Linked DNA regions of Zea mays: all the other regions are linked to region 2. A link is a contact called in public Hi-C data. All regions are on one chromosome and are shown on one strand. The core of a region is the stretch at or near the end of the contact, and the rest is flanking DNA. Distances in the headings are between cores, read along the strand shown. Region 1 holds the start of LOC100286265. Region 2 holds the start of LOC100284627 (PP2A regulatory subunit TAP46). Region 3 holds the start of LOC103647116.

Region 1 (3,016 bases), core at 426-2,925, 350 kb before region 2:
GCCCCTCCTTTCATGAATCTTGCAGATGAACGGTCTCCTGAAGCAGGCAGCGGAACAACTAAGGATGAAGAAGATTAGTGTAGTATAGTCTAAGTAATGTACTTATGTAAAATAAGTAAGACAGTTGAGTTGTATAATGGAGTATGTATAATTATTACTGTTCCGTAATGAAATAAAAATGGTGTATGTTTGACATGTTATATTTCCAAATGTTTCTTTGCCTCATATGCCATCCCGGACTCGTGCTCATGATGGGGCAGGTACATCCCGCGGCGGGAAGGACACTCCCAATCCGTCACCCGTACCTCCTACCTTGGTCAAAGCTATCGCTGCCTTAGTCAACACCACCGCCGACAACACGCGCTTTCTGCGCGAAATGGCGGGCAACCAATTTCAACAACACGGAGGAAGAGTTTTGCGCACAACCAATTTCAACAATATGGAGGAAGAGTTCCCTCTCAAGGACCACGAGATACTACCTATCTGGAGTTCTCGAAAACCGACCACCGCTCTTCGTCAAGGCAGGACCACGACCGCTCTTCGTCAAGGCAGGACCACGAGATACTACCTATCTGGAGTTCTCGGAAACCCGACCACCGCTCTTCGTCAAGGGCTCTTCGTCAAGGCAGAGGAACCCTGGATGCTGACGAGTGGGGGCGGGTGATGGAACAGCATACTTACGTTTGACTTTAGAGTATATTTGTAAGATCCTTTAAAATTTATAAGAGAACTGTCGCACACGTCTACACGTGTTTGTACGACGTATGCGAGCGTTTTGTGGAAAAAAAACAAATTTGTTGGACATCAACCAATCTCTGATTTGAAAAGAAGAACAAAATCCATGATTGGAAAAGATGAAAATATATAGATCTCTTTTGGGTTCATTCATCTCGCACGACGGAGATGATACGAGTAGATGACACCGAAAAAACAGGTCCACATACAGGTAGAGAGATTTTGCAACAGAAGAAACACGCGGAGACCGACACAACCCAGCCAGGCACGACGACGCCAGAATCACGCCCCCTGCATCATCATGCGCGAGAAGTCGTGGAAGCAGACGAAGCCGTCGCCATCGCCGTCGACGCGGCCGATCATGCGGCGGCAGTCCTCGACGGAGCAGGCGGCGTCGCCGAGCGCGGCGAGCACGGCGCGGAGCTCCTCCGCGGAGATCCTGCCGTCGCCGTCCGCGTCGAACACCGCGAACGCGTCGCGGAGCTCGGCCTCGTCCTCCGCCTCCGCGGACGCGGCCTGCTCGGGCGCGAGCCCGGCGGCCTCCGCCTCGGCCAGCACCGCGGCCAGCTCGTCCTCGCTGCGGACCACCCGGCGCAGCGCCACCTCCAGGTCCTCCCGCGTCACGGCGGCGGCTACTACCGCCGGAGGCTTCGGGTTGGGGGCGGACGGCTGGGATTGGAGGACGGTGCGTGGCGTCGTCGTGACGGCTGACGGCGATGCGCACTCGTCGGACGAGGACGACGACGCGGTGGAGACGAAGGAAGAGGAGCCGCCGGTCTTTGACCCCTTCCTCTTCTTGCCGGAGGAGGAGGAAGACGAGCCGAAGAAAGGCATGCTCAGCTTCATGGCGTATGTACCTTGCAGTGCAGTGCAGGCGAGCGATTCGAGGATCGATGGACTGGTGACCGAGGTTGGGAGGGAAGGAGAGGAAGATGAGGGGTGGAGAAGAGAAGACGAGGCTCGGAGTTATAGAGGGGTGGCGAGGGGTAGGGGAGGGAGCTTCCGCGAAGCTTCGTTCTTTCGCGCCCCGGCCGGCGCGGGAAACTAACGACCGGGGCGGGGCCTACCTGCAGACTGGCCTCACCGAAAACCCACCCCGACCCAGACAAGCGATGCGATTCTCTCGCTCGTCTCCGTCTCCAAGGCTCCCACCCTCAATTCTTCCTCCTCTTCGTCAGTCCGTCGTCGTCTTCTGCATGGTGCCAACGACGGCGATCCTTTACATACCACTGCATCATGCAGCACCGCCGCTCCTGCTAACGCTTGGGCGTGCATTCAGTCTCGAGCCTGTTCGGGAGCAAAGCTTTTTAATACCGTAATTTTACAATACTATATATTATTTGAATGGTAAAGCACAACTAAAATATTTCGATACCACAGTTTTGCAATACCAAAGTTTCGCACGCATGACAAGGGAAAACTTTGGTCTAGATCAAAGTTCTTAATATTATGGTTTTACTAAATTTTAAACAAAACGATCATTTATTTTGCACGAGTGCTCAAACAATCAGAACGCCAGCAACACAGAGAAACATACGTACGTGTTGCATTTTCACCGGGTATATACGTACGTTTCGGTGCCGCCGTATACATATACTACGGTGTACGGCATACCAGTACACACGGAGGGACGACGTTGGACGACGAAGGTTCCACGAAACTTCCGGCTGCGTTTCGTGAAGTGCCAGGAAACTAACCTGATGACAGTGAGAGGTAGCGTGACGGCCATTGATGAGAGATGAGCGATGGAGCCAGAGAGTCGTACCTCGTACTATACACGTTGGATGGATCGGATGGGAAACTCATCAGGAATTTCGGCTGCACTTGCCACACTCCTCGTCCCTGTACGTGCTTCCTTCCTTCTTTTGGATGGAGATGCATGGAAACAGCACAAGGGAAAAGCCGGCCGTGCAGTTGCAGCTTGCATTGCGTGCGCCGTGTGTGGTGATCGATTCCGGTAGCAGACAGCAGCGCTTGCCCACCCACTGCACGAGTAAGGGAAGCCTTGCTAGCTAACCTCATAGTTGATAGTCGTTGGGCATAAAAGGGTTCAGTGTTTGTTTGACGGCTCGTGACATTGCTGCGGCAGCGGCTCCTCCTAGCGCGCTTTCGGACCATCTATGATAGCATAGGGTCTTCTTCGCAGCATCTCGCCTCCTATGAGGTATTCTGTCGAGGAGGAGAGATCTTAGTGTTGTCTTGATGTCGACAGGCCACCCTAGACACCTCTAGATGACATCGAGCCGAAGAGAGATGAAATATATCGAGTAAGACTAATACT
Region 2 (3,067 bases), core at 1-2,500:
AACAAGAGAACCATGTCCCATATTACTGTGTTCCAATTACAGAGTAGAAACTGACTGACTGATTAATACCTTGAGAGATTAAATGGGAAGTAATTCAGTCTCACCTTCTGCGCTCTTCTGTTTGTCATAGTATCTGGCTGCTTCTGCCTAGACAATTCTAGCTCATCCTCTGGGATAAGCTCTAGTACTTCACATAGAGCAATGAACTCCTGTGGGGTGAAAAAGGAGGTAACGTGATGACAGAGTACCATGCTAGAGACCCCTCGTTATGAACGAATTAAAAAGCTACACCTAGTGAAACAATGTGACAGGGCAAATTGATAACCTTCAGATGGTCCTGTGACGTCTTAAGAACCGGGATCCGATCCTCCTGTGCTATCTTTTCGGTCATTTCTGCAAGGTAATATGGGACCTACAAATGCAAACAAATATCAGAGGTGTACAGAAGAAAATCAAACATGTGAACCACTGGAACAAGTCTTAAGTTTTCTAGCACTGTTGTGATTTGCAATTGTACTCGCAACTGAATAAAAGTGACCAGGCGTGATTTCCAATTGTCCTGACAACTGAATAAAACTGACCAGGCGTCTAGTACCATCACGACCTGTTTCACGGACTAGTACGGAGAGCAGAGCAGATTGAAGGGGGAGGGGGACGGACATACCAGTAGGTACTTGAGGTTTGCTGTGGAGACGTCCTCCTTGGTCTCGTTGGGGGAGAAGAGGCCGAGCTTGCTGACCATGTCGTCGCAGCGCCGCAGCAGGTCAACCCCCGTGCGGATCCCATCCTGCGCGGCGGAAAAAAAAACCAAGCGCGTAAGCACCGCTCACCCGATCTCAATCTCTGGGTGAGCGGAAGAAGGGCGAGACGACCCCAGTTCCCAGAAGAGAGAGGAGGGAGGCACCTGGTCGAGAGCGGAGCTGGAGGCCAGGGCGTGGAGCCGCGACGCCCTATCGAAGAGGGCCGGGAGGGGGAGGTCGGCGGCGTCGTCCTCCGGCTCCGCGTGGAGGCGCATCTGCGATTGCAACTTGTTCCCGGTCTCCTCCACATCCACCATTCCGACCGGTCGGACGGTTGCCTCGCGGAACCGGAAGCGAGCGAGAGGTCTGCGGCAAAACCCTAGTGGAGCGGGGCAGAGGAGAGGGTCGCGGGAAGGAGAGAGCTCGGGAAGCGTCGTCGCCGGGAGGACGCTGGACGCCTCGGAAGATTTATTAAAAAAATTAATGAAGCTTTGTTAGTTGTTACACTGCGGGTACTGTTCCTTTAAAAAATGTAGAGAACACTCTGGAACGCACGAATTGCAACGTACTCGCATTGCTACATATATGAGGCTAGTTTAGGCTAGGTCTCGATGAAATACTCGTGGCTCGCTAGCTTGCTCGGTTCATGGTTAGCTCGGCTTGGATCGGCTCGTTTGAATTTTTTCACGAGCTGACCTGACATTCTAGCTCGGATCGTTAACGAGCCAGCTCGGTTCGTTAACGAGCCAGCTCGCGAGCTAAACGAGCTACCATATTCTAGCAAAACGAAACTATATGCATATCATTTATAGAATAATTGATGAACATGTGTCACACCCGTTTCCAAAGGGGCAGAGCCGGGTGCATACTATATGTGTGCCAGGATCTATTTCCGCACATATGTTGACGTCACAAGTGTAATATATCAAAAGAACAATGCATAAAAGCGTAAATAAAGATTATATTAACATATTACACTTCGAACAGACATAATGTCTTAACCTTTATTCATCAAAGTACAGCGAAACATGGACATCCATCCACAGGAAGATGACCGGGGGTATCACTAGACTAGCATCCATGGAGCTTAGCATCATAACTTCATCTGCAAACTTCTGATCAAAATTAAGCAAGGGTGAGCTCACTTATGGTCGGGGCTCAGCAAGTGGGGGAAAAACTAATGCAAGGTAACAAGATGAGGCTAAGGTTGAGCAGTAAGCATTTTAGTTGGTCAACATTTTATTAATAACACATGTCTTACTAATAAGTGTGAATCCCAAGAATTCCCATTAAACAAAGGTATAAGAGTATATAAAAAACACTTAAGTGAAACCACTTAAGCAAAACCATTGGCAGGTCATCGGATCTCGATTTATTTCCATCTTCAAGTTCAATTATCATGTGAGGAGTCGAGGCTGCTCATAACCGTGAGCACGGCTGATATATCGGTTTACACTCTGCAGAGGTGGTACAACTTTACCCACAAGCCGTGTGTCGGGGACCATAATTAGGGGTACCCTCAAGACTCCTAAATCTCAGCTGGTAACCCCATCAGCACAAAGCTGCAAAGGCCTGATGGGTGCGACTAAGTCAGGGATCGGTCCATTCGAGGGACGCGATCACGCCTCGCCCGAGCCCAGCCTTGGGCAAGGGCAGCCGACCCCGGAGGATCTACGTCTCGCCCGAGGACCCCCTCCAGCAACGGACACACCTTCGGCTCGCCCGAGGCCCAGTCTTCACCAAGAAGCAACCTTGGCCAAGTCGCCACGCCAACCGACCAAATCGCAGGGGCATTTAATGCAAAGGTGGCCTGACACCTTTATCCTGACGCGCGCCCTCCAGTTGACAGAGCCGAAGTGACCGTAGTCACTTCGCCGCTCCACTGACCGGCCTGACAAGAGGACAGCGCCGCCTGCGCTGCTCTGACTGTTGTGCCACTCGACAGAGTGAGGCTGACACCAGCCAAGTCCGCCCTCAGGCGCCATAGGAAACTCCGCTTCGCCCGACCCCAGGGCTCGGACTCGGGCTCAGCCCCGGAAGACGACGAACTCCGCTTCGCCCGACCCCAGGGCTCAGACTCGGGCTCAGCCCCGGAAGACGACGAACTCCGCTTCGCCCGACCCCAGGGCTCGGACTCAGCCCTGGCTTCAGTCGACGGTCTCCGCCTCGCCCGACCCGGGGGCTCGGACTCGATCTCGGCCTCGGAAGACAAACTCGACCTCGACCTCGGAGGAGCCTCCACCTCACCCAACCTAGGGCTCGGACCGACCACGTCACAGGAGGCGCCATCATTACCCTACCCCAAGCTGACTCAGGCTACAGGGAAC
Region 3 (2,892 bases), core at 186-2,685, 270 kb after region 2:
TCACAAGACCACCAGAGACAATAACTGAAGTTATTCTGCTATGTCATTGTTATTCACTTAAGTACAGACAGAGTATTTCATTTGCCAATAGACATTATCTTTGCTAGATTATATTTCTTTATGTGTTTTAACTTTGGTCTTACTATACATGACAGACTTATTTGGTGTTCACACAAATTTCCTCGTTTCAACTCTTGATGCTGGCTTACCTTCGCATCATGTGCATCCATTTGAAAACTATTGTGGAGTGCCATATGATTTATCAAAATTATTGTCAGAAAAATGTAGTTGCGGAGTTCATTAAAAAGAACAAGAAAACTCAAGGAAAATTGAGTTCTAAAGTCTAACAGAAAGATGATGCACAAATTACCATTGCTAACTCCTGGATAGATGCCAGCAGTAGTAATAGCTGGAACACCGGCAGCTTTTGCTTGCTCATGGAAGCCCTTTGCTCTCCAAGAATAGTCCGTGTCATCGCAGACATCAATGTATGGTGTCTGTTCAGGATGAAGTTTCAAAGTGTGCCAAAAAATTGCCACAAAAAAATCAATCGAGCCGGAAGCATGCCATGCTTCTATCCTACCTTAGTAGATATCGCCGCCTGCAATACGGTGCACTCCTCCGCCCTCTGGAAAGGTCCAGCAGTATGGACAACCAAATCCACACCTGGCGCAAGTGAAAATTTTACAGGTACTTATGTTAAGCTTCTCCTGGAACAAAATTTAACATCTGTTTCACTGCTTAGGGGAAATGCATCAGGAGTCAGCTAGCAAAGCGTTGTTTGGGGTTTGGAGCCTTTGCTGGTAATGTGAAGCTGTCCTGTACCACCAATTAACATACTGTAGCTTGCTCTAGCTAGTAGTCAGTAGTCAGCATAATACGCATGATGTTTGCATTGCATTAGCACGAATGCTAGTATGATACTGACCCTGCAGCGCTTCCTCCAACATGCCTGCGTTGCGGGTGTCGACCTGGACGAACTCAGATTGGCCCCCAAGCTTGGCTGCAATGGACTCGCCTTTCTCCCTGTCAAAGCTAAATCGGCCAGCGCCTGTCAGTAAGTAGCATCGGTTCAGCCTGAAGAGAAAAGGCTACTCTCCTGCCGGTCCTACCGGTTTCTGCCACCGACGAGGATGCCGAGGTCAGGGCGGAGTTTGGAGAGTGCGGTGGCCGTGGATCCTCCGACACGGCCAGTGCCGCCGAGCACGAGCACGCGGCCGGTCCTCGTGGGCTTGCTCCACCGCTGGGCCTGAGCGGCGTCCCTGGAGCTGGAGCCGGAGGGTGCCGGCGCGGCCGCGGCGGCGGGAGCGAGAGGCGCGCACGCTCTGACGACGATGCCTATGGCGCCCATCCCGGTACGGTGCCGCGGCGCGCGCGCGGTGGGCGGGGCTTATCGCTAGCGCCTAGGCCGTTCTGACTCTGACCGCAGAACGAGTGCCGCGCCGCTACCGCGAGGACGTGTCGGATGTGTGGCCGTGGGCAACCGTTGGCCAGCCTGGGCCCTGGGCTGCTACGAGGACGGCGCGGCGCGGCGCGGCGCGCGCGCTATCCCCCAGGAGTTGGTGGGCTGATAGGCCATCCGTCTAGTTGGGTTGTGACTCCATGTGATGGCCTGTTGAGCCTTTAGTTTGGGAGGAGTAAGTTTCACGCGCACGCTCGGGCCGGAGCCTGCCACGGTTTCGAGCAGCGGTACTTCTTGAGCAGTAGTTTCCGGGTAATTTTTAAAATTTTCAAACAAATTTGTATGTTAGCACGTTTTTTATATGAGATTGTGTTTATTAGAATCCAAATGTTCACTTTAAATCCTTAGGTTTTAAATTTTAAAAGTCTGAATTTTCAAAGGCCTCAAATGCTGATATGGTCTACACCAAAAGTTAATAGTTTCTACACAATCTATAATATCGTAATTGATAGTTTTTTATTTGATATAGAGGGTTTTTTATTTGGGATTATAATTTTTTATTATATAATCTAGATATATTATAATTCTAAACAAACACCCCATAGTTTACAAGCCCAAATATGACTTAGTCAGATTTATTTGATATATATATATATATATATATATATATATATATATATATATATATTCATTTTCTATAGTTGGTCGCACTCGCAGCAAAGCTAAGAGGAAAGATTTCATGTTTCAATCGCTAACATGCTTGTAGTTGAATGCCAAGGAAATTTTGCGTGATAGTGTAGGTCAATCCTAGAAATCCATGCATGAACACTGTGCTTTAGCTAGTGGTGTTTGGGGTTTCAGTTCTTCTTTCTTTTCTTTTTTTTTTTGCTACGTTTCCAGTTTTTTTATTTGGAAATTATTTACAGATGCGGGATCAACCTATCGTCTTTGTAACTCCTACCCCACGGCCCACCACCACCACCAAAAAAAACATGCTCCGGTCTTTGACGAAAATAGACGTGCACTAGTAGATTCAGTTGATTTTATATAGTTTTTTATGTTTGTTTTCATAAGACCATTAAGTGTTAAGAATTTAGACATTTTCATGTTCAATTAACCTAAAAATAATCTAGCGAATCCACGGTAATTGTAGATTATAAGACCTCTGAACTCAGTCTCTGCAGGTCCCGTCCTGTTTCGAGAGTATTTAACAGCCAAAACGCTGAACACTGCGCTGCGTACACACGCCATTTACATCGAAGGATCGAACGGTGTGGTGCCAACAAACAAGCATGTGTCTAGAGCTAGGACTAGAACGGAGTCTGGCACAGCGGGCAAGTCGATTTGTTGGACGTGGAGAACCACTTGTAGAGGCAGGCGCCGTGGAACTTGTGCTTGCACGTCTTGCACGCCAGCCGCGGCAGGTTGTGGTTGCTGGTGTGGAGAATGCTGTAACAGATTGGGCACTCCTCCACGCCCTCAAACTCCTT

What was found. Hi-C and Micro-C count contacts between places; a contact is called where the count stands out from the background.
Region 1: a contact with region 2 is called in a Hi-C map of tassel, with 4 times the contacts expected there. The contact joins the promoter of LOC100286265 here to the promoter of LOC100284627 in region 2. A contact is called at or near these places in 2 of 25 Hi-C or Micro-C datasets (ear and tassel).
Region 3: a contact with region 2 is called in a Hi-C map of tassel, with 3 times the contacts expected there. The contact joins the promoter of LOC103647116 here to the promoter of LOC100284627 in region 2. A contact is called at or near these places in 2 of 25 Hi-C or Micro-C datasets (ear and tassel).

Annotation. Positions count from the first base shown.
Region 1 is chr2:151,041,523-151,044,538 of Zm-B73-REFERENCE-NAM-5.0, forward strand. It overlaps LOC100286265, which reads right to left and starts at 1,676. Exons shown (of 1, transcript NM_001355684.1): 1 at 846-1,676. The coding sequence starts at 1,581. The coding sequence ends at 1,018.
Region 2 is chr2:151,395,658-151,398,724 of Zm-B73-REFERENCE-NAM-5.0, forward strand. It overlaps LOC100284627 (PP2A regulatory subunit TAP46), which reads right to left and starts at 1,251. Exons shown (of 9, transcript NM_001157522.3): 1 at 905-1,251; 2 at 665-787; 3 at 326-412; 4 at 105-209. The coding sequence starts at 1,057.
Region 3 is chr2:151,665,727-151,668,618 of Zm-B73-REFERENCE-NAM-5.0, forward strand. LOC103647116 reads right to left here and starts at 1,436. Exons shown (of 13, transcript XM_008671667.3): 1 at 1,113-1,436; 2 at 929-1,026; 3 at 584-666; 4 at 371-497. The coding sequence starts at 1,351. It overlaps LOC103647117 (cytochrome c-type biogenesis ccda-like chloroplastic protein 2), which reads left to right. Exons shown (of 13, transcript XM_035965363.1): 13 at 1-282. It overlaps LOC103647118 (E3 ubiquitin-protein ligase listerin), which reads right to left. Exons shown (of 15, transcript XM_008671676.3): 15 at 2,528-2,892. The coding sequence ends at 2,713.